2 separate regions of the Rattus norvegicus genome follow, and region 2 is linked to region 1. The links are chromatin contacts, called in public Hi-C maps. All regions are on one chromosome and are shown on one strand. The core of a region is the stretch at or near the end of the contact, and the rest is flanking DNA. Distances in the headings are between cores, read along the strand shown.

Region 1 (5,100 bases), core at 1,660-4,159:
AATTTAATCCTTCAGAAATAAGCCAACTCCACACACACAGACACACACACACACACACACACACACACACACACACACAAAGAGAAGTTAATTAAAATAATCCTCTATTCATGTTTGTAAGTTAACTGCATAATCCCTTCAGCTTATACAAATGCTGGCCATTTTGAATTTTTAAAACTTCTTTGGTATATGGTACGCCATCTGTAATTCTGGCAATTGGGAAGTTGAGGCCAGAGGTTTGCCACAAGTCTAAGGCTTCTGTGAGCTACGTAGTGAGTTCTGCTAGCCTGGGCTACAGAGTGAAATACTCTCCCACCACTCCCCACATCCCAGTCTAAAATCTAATCTAATCTAATCTTTCTTTCTTCCTTTCTTTCTTCCTTCCTCCCTTTCTTTCTTTCTTTCTTTCTTTCCTTCCTTCTTTCGTAAGGTCTTAATACGTAGTCGAGACTCAGGATCCTTCTGTCTCAGGTCTGTGTCACCACATCCAGTTAGGATGTAATTTGTCTATGATAAAATCTGCCATCTTCTTTGAGGAAACAGTCAGCAGGTTGCATATGCCATGGCGTGCATGTCGCACTCGGAGGACAGCTTGCCAAAGGCAGTCAGTTCCCTCTTTCTACCTTTGGGTCTCAAGGCAAAGTCAGGTCAGTAGACTTGGTGCAAAGACATTTACCCAATGAACCATCTCACCAGATCCAAAATTAGCATTTCTGACAAATTTTATTGTAATGAATAAGTGAAAGTTTATTGTGATAACAAATAATTTCCCTCAGTTGTATGTCAGTCAAACGTTTAACTGTTTTCCTGCCTACTCCCTGTCCTTTTGCATCATTGGTCTCTCTTACTTTCTATCTCTCTCCTTTTAAGTGTCTCAAATGTTAGTAAATCTTTGAATGGACTTGTCTTAGATCGTATGTAGCAATCTGTTTCTCTTTTTGCCTTTGTTTTGAGATACAGACTCACTCTGTAACCCAGACTGACCTCTAATTCATGGCACTCTTCTTGCTTGCTTCCCAAGTGCTGACCATACAGGCAGGGACCCCATACCTTGCTTGCTTGTAGCAATTTTGAAATAAAACTTAAAATATATGCTCAAGGTTAGTGTCTTAAGGTTTTTTTTAGAAAGATTTATTTATCTATTTTGTTTATGTACAGTCTAATTGTCTTCAGACACACCAGAAGAGGGCATCAGATCCCATTACAGATGGTTGTGAGCCACCATGTAGTTGCTGGGAATTGAACTCGGGACCTCTGGAAGAACAATCAGTGCTCTTAATCACTGAGCCATCTCTCCAGCTCCCTTAGTTAGAGTTTCTATTGCTGTGAACAAACACCATGACCACAGCCAACTCTTATAAAGGAAAACATTTAAGTGGGGCTGACTTGCAGCTTCAGAGACTCAGTCATTAGCATCAAGGCAAGAAGCATGGTGTCATGCAGGCAGACCTGGAGCGGGGAAGGAGCTGAGAGTTCTACATTTTGATCCACAGGCAGCAGGAGACTGCTCTACTGGGGCTTATGCTTGAGCATATGAGACTTCAGAGACCACTTTTACACTGAAACACTTCCTCCAACAAGGGCACACCTACTCCAACAAAGCCATACCTCCTAATAGTTCCACTACCTATGGGCCAAGCTTTCAAATGCATGAGTTTATGGGGGCCATTCCTATTCAAACCACCACAATTAAATCACGTAAAAGTTAAGATTTAATGTCTGAAAGTTCGGTTGTTAAATATCCATGATACTGTTGTGATAACAGACTTAGCCCTTTTTCTCACAGAAATTGTTGTGCATGTTATTTGTGTCACGGAATAGGGGATGGGGGTGGGGGCGGGGGTTAGGGGTGGAGGGCTGGGGGCTGGAGAGATGGCTCAGTGGTGAAGAGCACTGACTGCTCTTCCAGAGGTCCTGAATTCAATTCCCTGAAACCACATGGTGACTCACAACCATCTGCAATGAGATCTGATGCCCTCTTCTGGTGTGTCTTAAGATAACTACAGTGTATCCATATAAATATTAAATAAAATCTTAAATTAAAAAGAAGTAATGTCATATATATATATATATATACACATATATATTTAAATGTGCCACCATACCCAGCTCAAACTCCTCTCTCCACCGTTGACTCTGCACTGTTAGTAGAGTTTTATCAACACAGGCATTTATTATATAGTGTTTGAAGGAATGACTGCCCTGTCAGACTGAGATGGACTTCTGTTTGGAGGCAGAGGGAGGAATCCTCAGCTCCCTTTCCACCCCACCGTTCTCTGGTTCCTTTGACTCTAAAAGTTGGCTAGGTGGCACACTCGTTTGAATGTTGGAAAACCAATCTGAGTCAGATGGCACACATCTGCAATCCCGGACTGGGGAAACTGAGGCAGGAGGATTACCTCCACTTGGAGGCTAGCTGGGCTAGTCTTGTGAGAGACAAGGACTCAAAAGAAAAAAGTTTGAAAACTAAGAGGCTTTCAGGAAAGCAAGGGATAAGACACCCCTCGGCATGACCACTTTAGCGAGGGGAAACCCAATAGACACTAGTCGAATTCTGGAAAAGTGAGTGTAGCCACAGAACTGACTGGTGGCTGGGGTAAGCTGGTGTACCCAGTTGTATTCTCTCGGTAAGAGCCTCCTGGTGCACCCAGTTGTATTCTCTCGGTAAGAGCCTCCTTGTTTTCGGGTGTGCACACATGAGCGCCAGCCGCTGCGGTTCTGATGCATAGTTCTTTGCACTGATGAGCTAAAACTGCTGAAGTCATGAGGCTGCTCCAGGCAGAGCCCTCGTGTGAGTCACACGAAAGCTCCACTCTGCTGACCTCTGGCAGAGCGGGGAGCGAATGAGGAGAGAAGAGACGGATGGGAAGAGGTTCAAGTGCCGGTTTTCTCCTTGAACCTGGACTAGTATGGGTCAAGAGCTGTGTGCAAAGAGCCGGCAGCCAGGATGCAGTTGCTACCACCGTTCGGAGGGAGGCGAGGCGCACAGCTGTCAGAGGAGCCAGCCTGGAAGCACCTCGGAGCCTGCTGTATTTGAGGTACTTGTATCCCGGGAGGAGCATCTTTAGTAAACCAAGCGATTCAGACAGACACTCCCTCTTGTAGCAGGGTCTGATTCCTCTGCGGTAGGTCTAAACTCATAAAAAGAAAATTCTATTAAAGTCACAGAGGATTTATGACTGTAGTTATCAAGTTTGGGGATGTACTTGTAAACCAGACGAGGGGAATAAGCCTTGGGTTTGGCCTCTTTTGACTTGAAACAGAGAAAGTGGTTCTTCTCTGGACATCTCTGAGCCACTAAATTGTAGGGCTGAACTGTAGAGGGCAAGCCGCCATACCGGTAGGTCCACTGTGGATTCTCAGTTTCAGTAATTAGCTCGTGATCATTAGCAGTGTCTAACTAGATTCTTCTAAGGTGTTACATTAAGTACCCAGGAAGGTGGGCAGGTATGGGGCAAACTGAGTTAAATGAGGAAAATGGAAAATACCCTCAAAGAGACTGGGTTAAACTGTGCAGGTGAAGGAAAAATTTAGTATTTCAGTAATTGGTACCATACATGGTTGTCTCTAAGATCTGACTTTCAGGAAACCTGCCTTTCATGGTAGGAAGCCTACACAACAACAACAACAGCAGCAGCAGCAGCAACAACACAAGCAAAAACCAGAACCAAACAAACAAAACCAGGCAAATAAAAACCAAGAAAAGGCTTGCCAGCCACCAAGTCTGACTGCACACATTGTGTGCGTGCTTTCCTCTTCCTCCAGCTAACAGACCTAAAAGAAGCATCATGTTCCTCGGCTTCATTTCACCCCAGGGGACTCCAGGCTGCCAGAGTCCAGAAGTTGGAGAGTAAAAGGCCACGGAGTAACAGTGATTCTTTTCAGGAAGAGAATCTGAGGCAGGGGGTGCCATGGGTGAGTGAACCGCTGACAGGCATCAAGGAGAATTTCATGGGTGCCTGTCTAGGGAAGCTAGTCTAGCCTTCACCTTCCAGGGACGCCTGTGTGGGCTTGCATGTGCTCTCACACATACACACACAGACACACACAACACACACACAACACACACACAGGCATACACACACACAACGCACAGACATACACACACAACACAGAATACACAGGCACACATGCGCATAGACACACACAAAAACACACACACACATGAACACAGACACACAGACACACATGGTCATGCACATACAGATACACATACACACAGACACACACAGAGACATACACACACATGTACACAGACAGACAGGTAGACAGACACACATGCACAGGCACACATACAGAGATGCTTACACACACATACATGTACACAGACAGATAGGTAGACAGACACACATGCACAGGCACACATACATACACAGACAGACAAGCACACACAACATAGACACTTACACACAGACACACACACAGACACATATACACATACGCACACACACACACACACTCTCTCTCTCTCTCTCTCTACTGTCTAATGTCCCTGGGGAAAAGATAAGTCAACATATTTTTTATATGTTCTTTCTATCTTCCCACCTCTCACCCCACCCTTGGAGCAGAAGAAGAGCTTCCCTTTTGGGGCAGCCTCATCTTACTTGAACTTGGAGAAGCTGGGTGAAGGTTCTTATGCCACAGTTTACAAGGGCATCAGCAGGTAAGTGACTTGTTAAAGACTTTTTTTTTTTTTTGTTGTTCTTTTTTTCGGAGCTGGGGACCGAACCCAGGGCCTTGCGCTTCCTAGGCAAGCGCTCTACCACTGAGCTAAATCCCCAACCCCGTTAAAGACTTTTGATAAGGGCATCTCCCTATTTTGATAAGGGCATCTCATCTATTGTATTATAAAGCCAACTGACATAGTAGAAACATTCACAGCTTTTGGGACTGTGGCAGGATATCTGGGCCAACGGGATGGTAGACATGGTGTTTTTTTATTTTTTGTTTTTTAGATTTTATTTATTTTATTTATATGAGTATACTGTAGTTGTCTTTAGACACATCAGATGGTTGTGAGCCACCATGTGGTTGCCGGGAATTGAACTCAGGACCTCTGGAAGAGAAGTCAGTGCTCTTAACCACTGAGCCATCTCTTCT
Region 2 (5,100 bases), core at 1,253-3,752, 220 kb after region 1:
GGCAGTGTTCTATCTTGTCAGTTTTCATATTTTTTGACGATACAGCTTGGTATTTCTCCCTCGATAAGCAAAGACGAGTTAGATCAAGGATCTGATGAATAAGCATGAAATTTTTATTTTAAAAAGGAGGACATCCTGAACCTCGTGGGGGAAAAGAAAGGAATCTAAGCTCCACCACCCACACTTTCAGTGACAAAGCAAAACAGCCCCCCAATGTCTTAAACATCTCCCAACAAATATTAACACAGCACAGCGGTGGGTAATAGGAATAATAATTTAGAAGGAAGAAGATGAAGTCTTGAAGAATGTATATTTTTAAAAAGGAAAACGTGGCTTATTCATCTTTATTGCTTTGAGGGAGATTCTTTATGGGGGGGGGTTGCTGGGGACTGGTGTGAAGGTTAAACTGAACTTAGAAGGAAAACGGTGATTGTTATTGCAAGCCGGATGGAGGGTGTCAACTCTCTGACACTGCCTTGTTCCACGAGGCTGGGCTCTTCAGACGCATTAACAGGAGCACAAAAGATGAACTCTAACGTGGAAGGAAAGAGCTCAGCGAACTTCTGAGATAAAATAAAAGAAAATTAGAAGAAGCCCAGGTCTACGAGAAAAGGAAATCCAATTGATTGTCTTAGATTTCAGAATCTAGCCTTTTCCTAGATGGAGAAACTGTACCAGAGGGAGTTACTTCTGCCGGCATTCAACATTCAACTGTACAAAAATCTCTCAAGCACCAGCACCCAACTGAGACAGGCAGAAGGACTGAGTCAGAAAAAAATGTTGTTTAAAATAGTAAGACTGCGGAGACAGATTCAACGATTCAACTTGTCACTTCCCTGCATGGGAATTCATAGTATTCATGCTGGCTCTTGGGAGAGGGCAGAGGCCCCTTAGTAACTTCCGACCGGTCCGGGGCAATCAGACAACGCGCACGAGCGCCCAGTGCCTGGAGCAGGGTTAAGATTTGACCAAGAACAAAAGAACGCTTGCCAATCAGAAAACGCTACCCCAGAAGGAAAATAACCCCTCTTTGTGTCTCGAAAGCCCTTTAATTAGCAAATGCCCTGGTTTCTAACGCGCGTTAAAACTTTTCTATGTAGATTCCAAATGGAAAGATCAAATGGTTGCTTCTGCAACGAAGATGGGTTCTCTGGAGGCCACACACCTCAGAAAGAAGGGGAAACGGGGCAACCGAAGGCGCTCTGTAAATCATACAGAGAGTTCTGAGGCCCTCGGTCTCAGGTTACTCTCATAAGCATTCCCCCAGAGCTGCCTTAGAGCTCTCCAAAACCCCCAGAGCCTCTTGGGCATCCCAGGCTCCCAGCAGTGTGCCCGGGAGGGGTGGCAGGCTCGTGAGTGCCGCGCAACCCCCAGCTCTGGGCCCTCTCCTCCGAGGGTCTGCACTTCCTCCCGCCACAAGTCCGCCCCTCGGCCGACTCCGGTTTCTCCCTCCGGGCGGCCCCCCTTTTTGTAACTGGGGGAGGGAGAGGGGATTATGGCTTCACATGGTCGGCTGGGGTATGGGAAGAAAAAAACGGTCCTTAGTCGCACCCTTTCCTCGCTCCACACTGATGCTAACTAAAATCCTCCCGCTCTAGCCAGCCAGGCAAGGCTAACGTGACTCTGGGTCACGTCTCTCCGCCCTGGCACTGTGCTATTCTCAGCTTCTCGCCAAAGCCTTCAGCGAATGCCCCCTTTTGCTCGGGAATGTGTATTTTAGGGTACATGGAAGAGGAACCAATCTTTCAAGCAAGTTGCCTTTCTGGTGCGTTTTTCTCCCCTGAGCAAATTCTGGGTAAAAGTTTTTCCTAACTTTTCTCTCAGTTCTCCGCCCCTCCCCTCAGGAATCCGCCCAGAGCGCTTCAGGCACCGCCTTCCTCGTTCCCTCGGCCTCCCCTTCCGACTTCCACCCAATCGGAAGGCGTCTACAGAGAAAACAAAGCGCTCTATTGGACGTCCAGAGGGCTCGGGCCCGCCCCCGGAGTGGTTTGTGAATGGGGGGAGGGGAGGGGGCGGGGCGGCCCAGAGCCCTGCGAGCCCGACGCTTCTTCTAGCCACCAGTGCAGCTCCCAGGCGTTACTCTGCACTCCTTCCCTAGCGGGCGGTGGCGGACGCCGGGAGTTGCGGGCTGGGACTGTGCGGGGCAGCAGAGGCCGGGTGCAGGCCGACTGCGGGTGAAGGGGCTTCGGATTCCGCGCTACTACGTTTCCAAAGCGAGCTTGTCTAGCTCTTACCTCCCGAGCACCGATCGGACTCAAAGCAAGAACGAGCCCTTTGACTTGAAACTTGGGGCCGACCTTCCTAGGACTGAAGGAGGCTCCAGAATCAGAGGAGGCGGCAGCGGTGGCCCGCGGGGCCTCAAGGAGAGAAGGTGGAGCAGCACCCAGGCGACGACCAGAGCGAGCAAGCGGGGACGCTGGGCGCTGGCCTGGCGGAGGCCCGGCTTGGTGTAGGGGACGTGCGTATCGGCGTGCGCCCGGGGCTCGAGAAACTTGGGCAAACTTTGAAGGGTAACCGGAGACGCTTGTTGCTCGTCGCCGCAGAGAAAGCCGCACCGTTACGTCTCGGCGGGGAGGGTAAGGCGACACCCCCCTCGGTCCCCCCACTCCAGGCCCAGGAGTTTGAACCCCTGGAGGCCGCGTGAGTGCCACGCGGAGGCGGCTGCGGCGCCCCCTCGGCTGGCGGCCTCGCCCCCGCTGTGCAGGCACCCTAGCACCCTCGGCTCCGCGCCGCCCACGGCCCGGCCCCGGCGCCGGGAGGACTCTCATGCGCCGGGCGCGGCGGCGCCTCCCTGCATCCAAGCCGCTCCCCAGCGCCCCGTCTTTTTCCTCCAGCTGAGAACGCCGCTGCACTCTCGGCCGGCGATGCGGGGCCCCGGCACGGAGGCGTCGCACTCGCCCCTGGGCCTCTGTGCCTTGGTGCTTGCTCTTCTGGGCGCGCTGCCCACGGACACCGGAGCTCAACCATACCACGGCGAGAAAGGCATCTCGGTACCGGACCACGGCTTCTGCCAGCCCATCTCCATCCCGTTGTGCACGGATATTGCCTACAACCAGACCATCCTGCCCAACCTGCTGGGCCACACGAACCAAGAGGACGCGGGCCTCGAGGTGCACCAGTTCTACCCTCTGGTAAAGGTGCAGTGTTCTCCCGAGCTGCGCTTCTTCTTATGCTCTATGTACGCACCCGTGTGCACCGTGCTCGACCAAGCCATTCCTCCGTGCCGTTCCTTGTGCGAGCGCGCCCGACAGGGCTGCGAGGCGCTCATGAACAAGTTCGGTTTCCAGTGGCCGGAGCGGCTGCGCTGCGAGAACTTCCCGGTGCACGGCGCCGGCGAGATATGCGTGGGGCAGAACACGTCCGACGGCTCCGGGGGCGCAGGCGGTAGTCCCACCGCCTACCCTACTGCTCCCTACCTGCCAGACCCGCCTTTCACTGCGATGTCCCCCTCAGATGGCAGAGGCCGCTGGTCTTTCCCCTTCTCTTGCCCGCGTCAGCTCAAGGTCCCCCCCTACCTGGGCTACCGTTTCCTAGGCGAGCGTGACTGCGGTGCCCCGTGTGAGCCAGGCCGTGCTAACGGCCTCATGTACTTTAAAGAAGAGGAGAGACGTTTCGCCCGCCTCTGGGTAGGTGTGTGGTCAGTGCTGTGCTGTGCCTCGACGCTCTTCACGGTGCTCACCTACCTAGTGGACATGCGTCGCTTCAGCTATCCAGAGCGACCCATTATCTTCCTGTCGGGCTGCTACTTCATGGTGGCAGTGGCGCACGTGGCGGGCTTCCTGCTAGAGGACCGTGCCGTGTGCGTGGAGCGCTTCTCGGACGATGGCTACCGCACGGTGGCGCAGGGCACCAAGAAGGAGGGCTGCACCATCCTCTTCATGGTGCTTTACTTCTTCGGCATGGCCAGCTCCATCTGGTGGGTCATTCTTTCCCTCACTTGGTTCCTGGCAGCTGGCATGAAGTGGGGCCACGAGGCCATCGAGGCCAACTCGCAGTACTTTCATCTGGCCGCGTGGGCTGTGCCAGCGGTCAAGACAATCACCATCTTGGCCATGGGCCAGGTGGATGGTGACCTACTCAGTGGAGTGTGCTACGTGGGCCTGTCTAGTGTGGATGCACTGCGGGGCTTCGTGCTGGCGCCCTTGTTCGTCTACCTCTTCATCGGTACGTCCTTCCTGTTGGCCGGCTTTGTGTCTCTCTTTCGCATCCGCACCATCATGAAGCACGATGGCACCAAGACGGAGAAGCTGGAGAAGCTCATGGTGCGCATTGGCGTCTTCAGCGTGCTCTACACGGTCCCAGCCACCATCGTGCTGGCGTGCTACTTTTACGAGCAGGCCTTCCGCGAGCACTGGGAGCGCACCTGGCTCCTGCAGACCTGCAAGAGCTACGCTGTGCCCTGCCCCCCGGGCCACTTCTCGCCCATGAGCCCCGACTTTACAGTCTTCATGATCAAGTACCTGATGACCATGATCGTGGGCATCACTACCGGCTTCTGGATCTGGTCGGGCAAGACCCTGCAGTCATGGCGTCGCTTCTACCACAGACTCAGCCACAGCAGCAAGGGGGAGACTGCGGTATGAGCCCTGGTCCTTACCCCACCCTTGCCACTTCTACTCTTTCGCAGGAGGAGAGGCATGGTAGGGAAAGAACTGTTGGGTGGGGGGCTTGTTTCTGTAAACTCCCTGCCCCCTCCACTGAGCTTTAATCTGGAAGTGAGAAGTTATTTGGAGGTGAGAAGAAATTTGGGGTGAGAGATGGTCTTGAGAGGAGGCCCAAATGAAAAGGCGAAGGCAGTGGCTGAAAAGACTCCTGGCTAAGACTTGCAGGACGATGCTAACTGTGAAAGACATGGGCTGGCTAGGGTCTAAGGGAAAGGCTGAGATCAGAGACTGAGTTCGTCAGGCACCAGAGATGAGCCAGGGTTGTGAGTCCAATCCCCTGCTGCAAGGCAAGTGGCTGTCCTCACTCCAGTGAGGGAGGGGGTGAGGGTGGGGGAGGATACCGCTCTGTCTGCAGCCTAGGCTTTGTGGCCAAAATGGGGACCCCCTGCGGTGCCCTTGTCAAGCGGTGGTCAAACCATAATCTCTTTTCACTGGG

The links. A called contact is a pair of places that touch in the nucleus more often than the background predicts.
Region 2: a contact with region 1 is called in a Hi-C map of the A7r5 cell line, with 4 times the contacts expected there. The contact joins the promoter of Fzd7 here to the promoter of Cdk15 in region 1. A contact is called at or near these places in 3 of 12 Hi-C or Micro-C datasets (the A7r5 cell line, Schwann cells and mammary epithelial cells).

What each region holds. Positions count from the first base shown.
Region 1 is chr9:68,202,933-68,208,032 of GRCr8, forward strand. It overlaps Cdk15 (cyclin-dependent kinase 15), which reads left to right and starts at 2,910. Exons shown (of 14, transcript XM_039084847.2): 1 at 2,910-3,038; 2 at 3,766-3,915; 3 at 4,569-4,663. The coding sequence starts at 2,910. It overlaps LOC134480372 (a long non-coding RNA gene), which reads right to left. Exons shown (of 2, transcript XR_010054790.1): 2 at 2,149-3,131.
Region 2 is chr9:68,423,036-68,428,135 of GRCr8, forward strand. It overlaps Fzd7 (frizzled class receptor 7), which reads left to right and starts at 2,503. Exons shown (of 1, transcript NM_001271185.1): 1 at 2,503-5,100. The coding sequence starts at 2,865. The coding sequence ends at 4,583.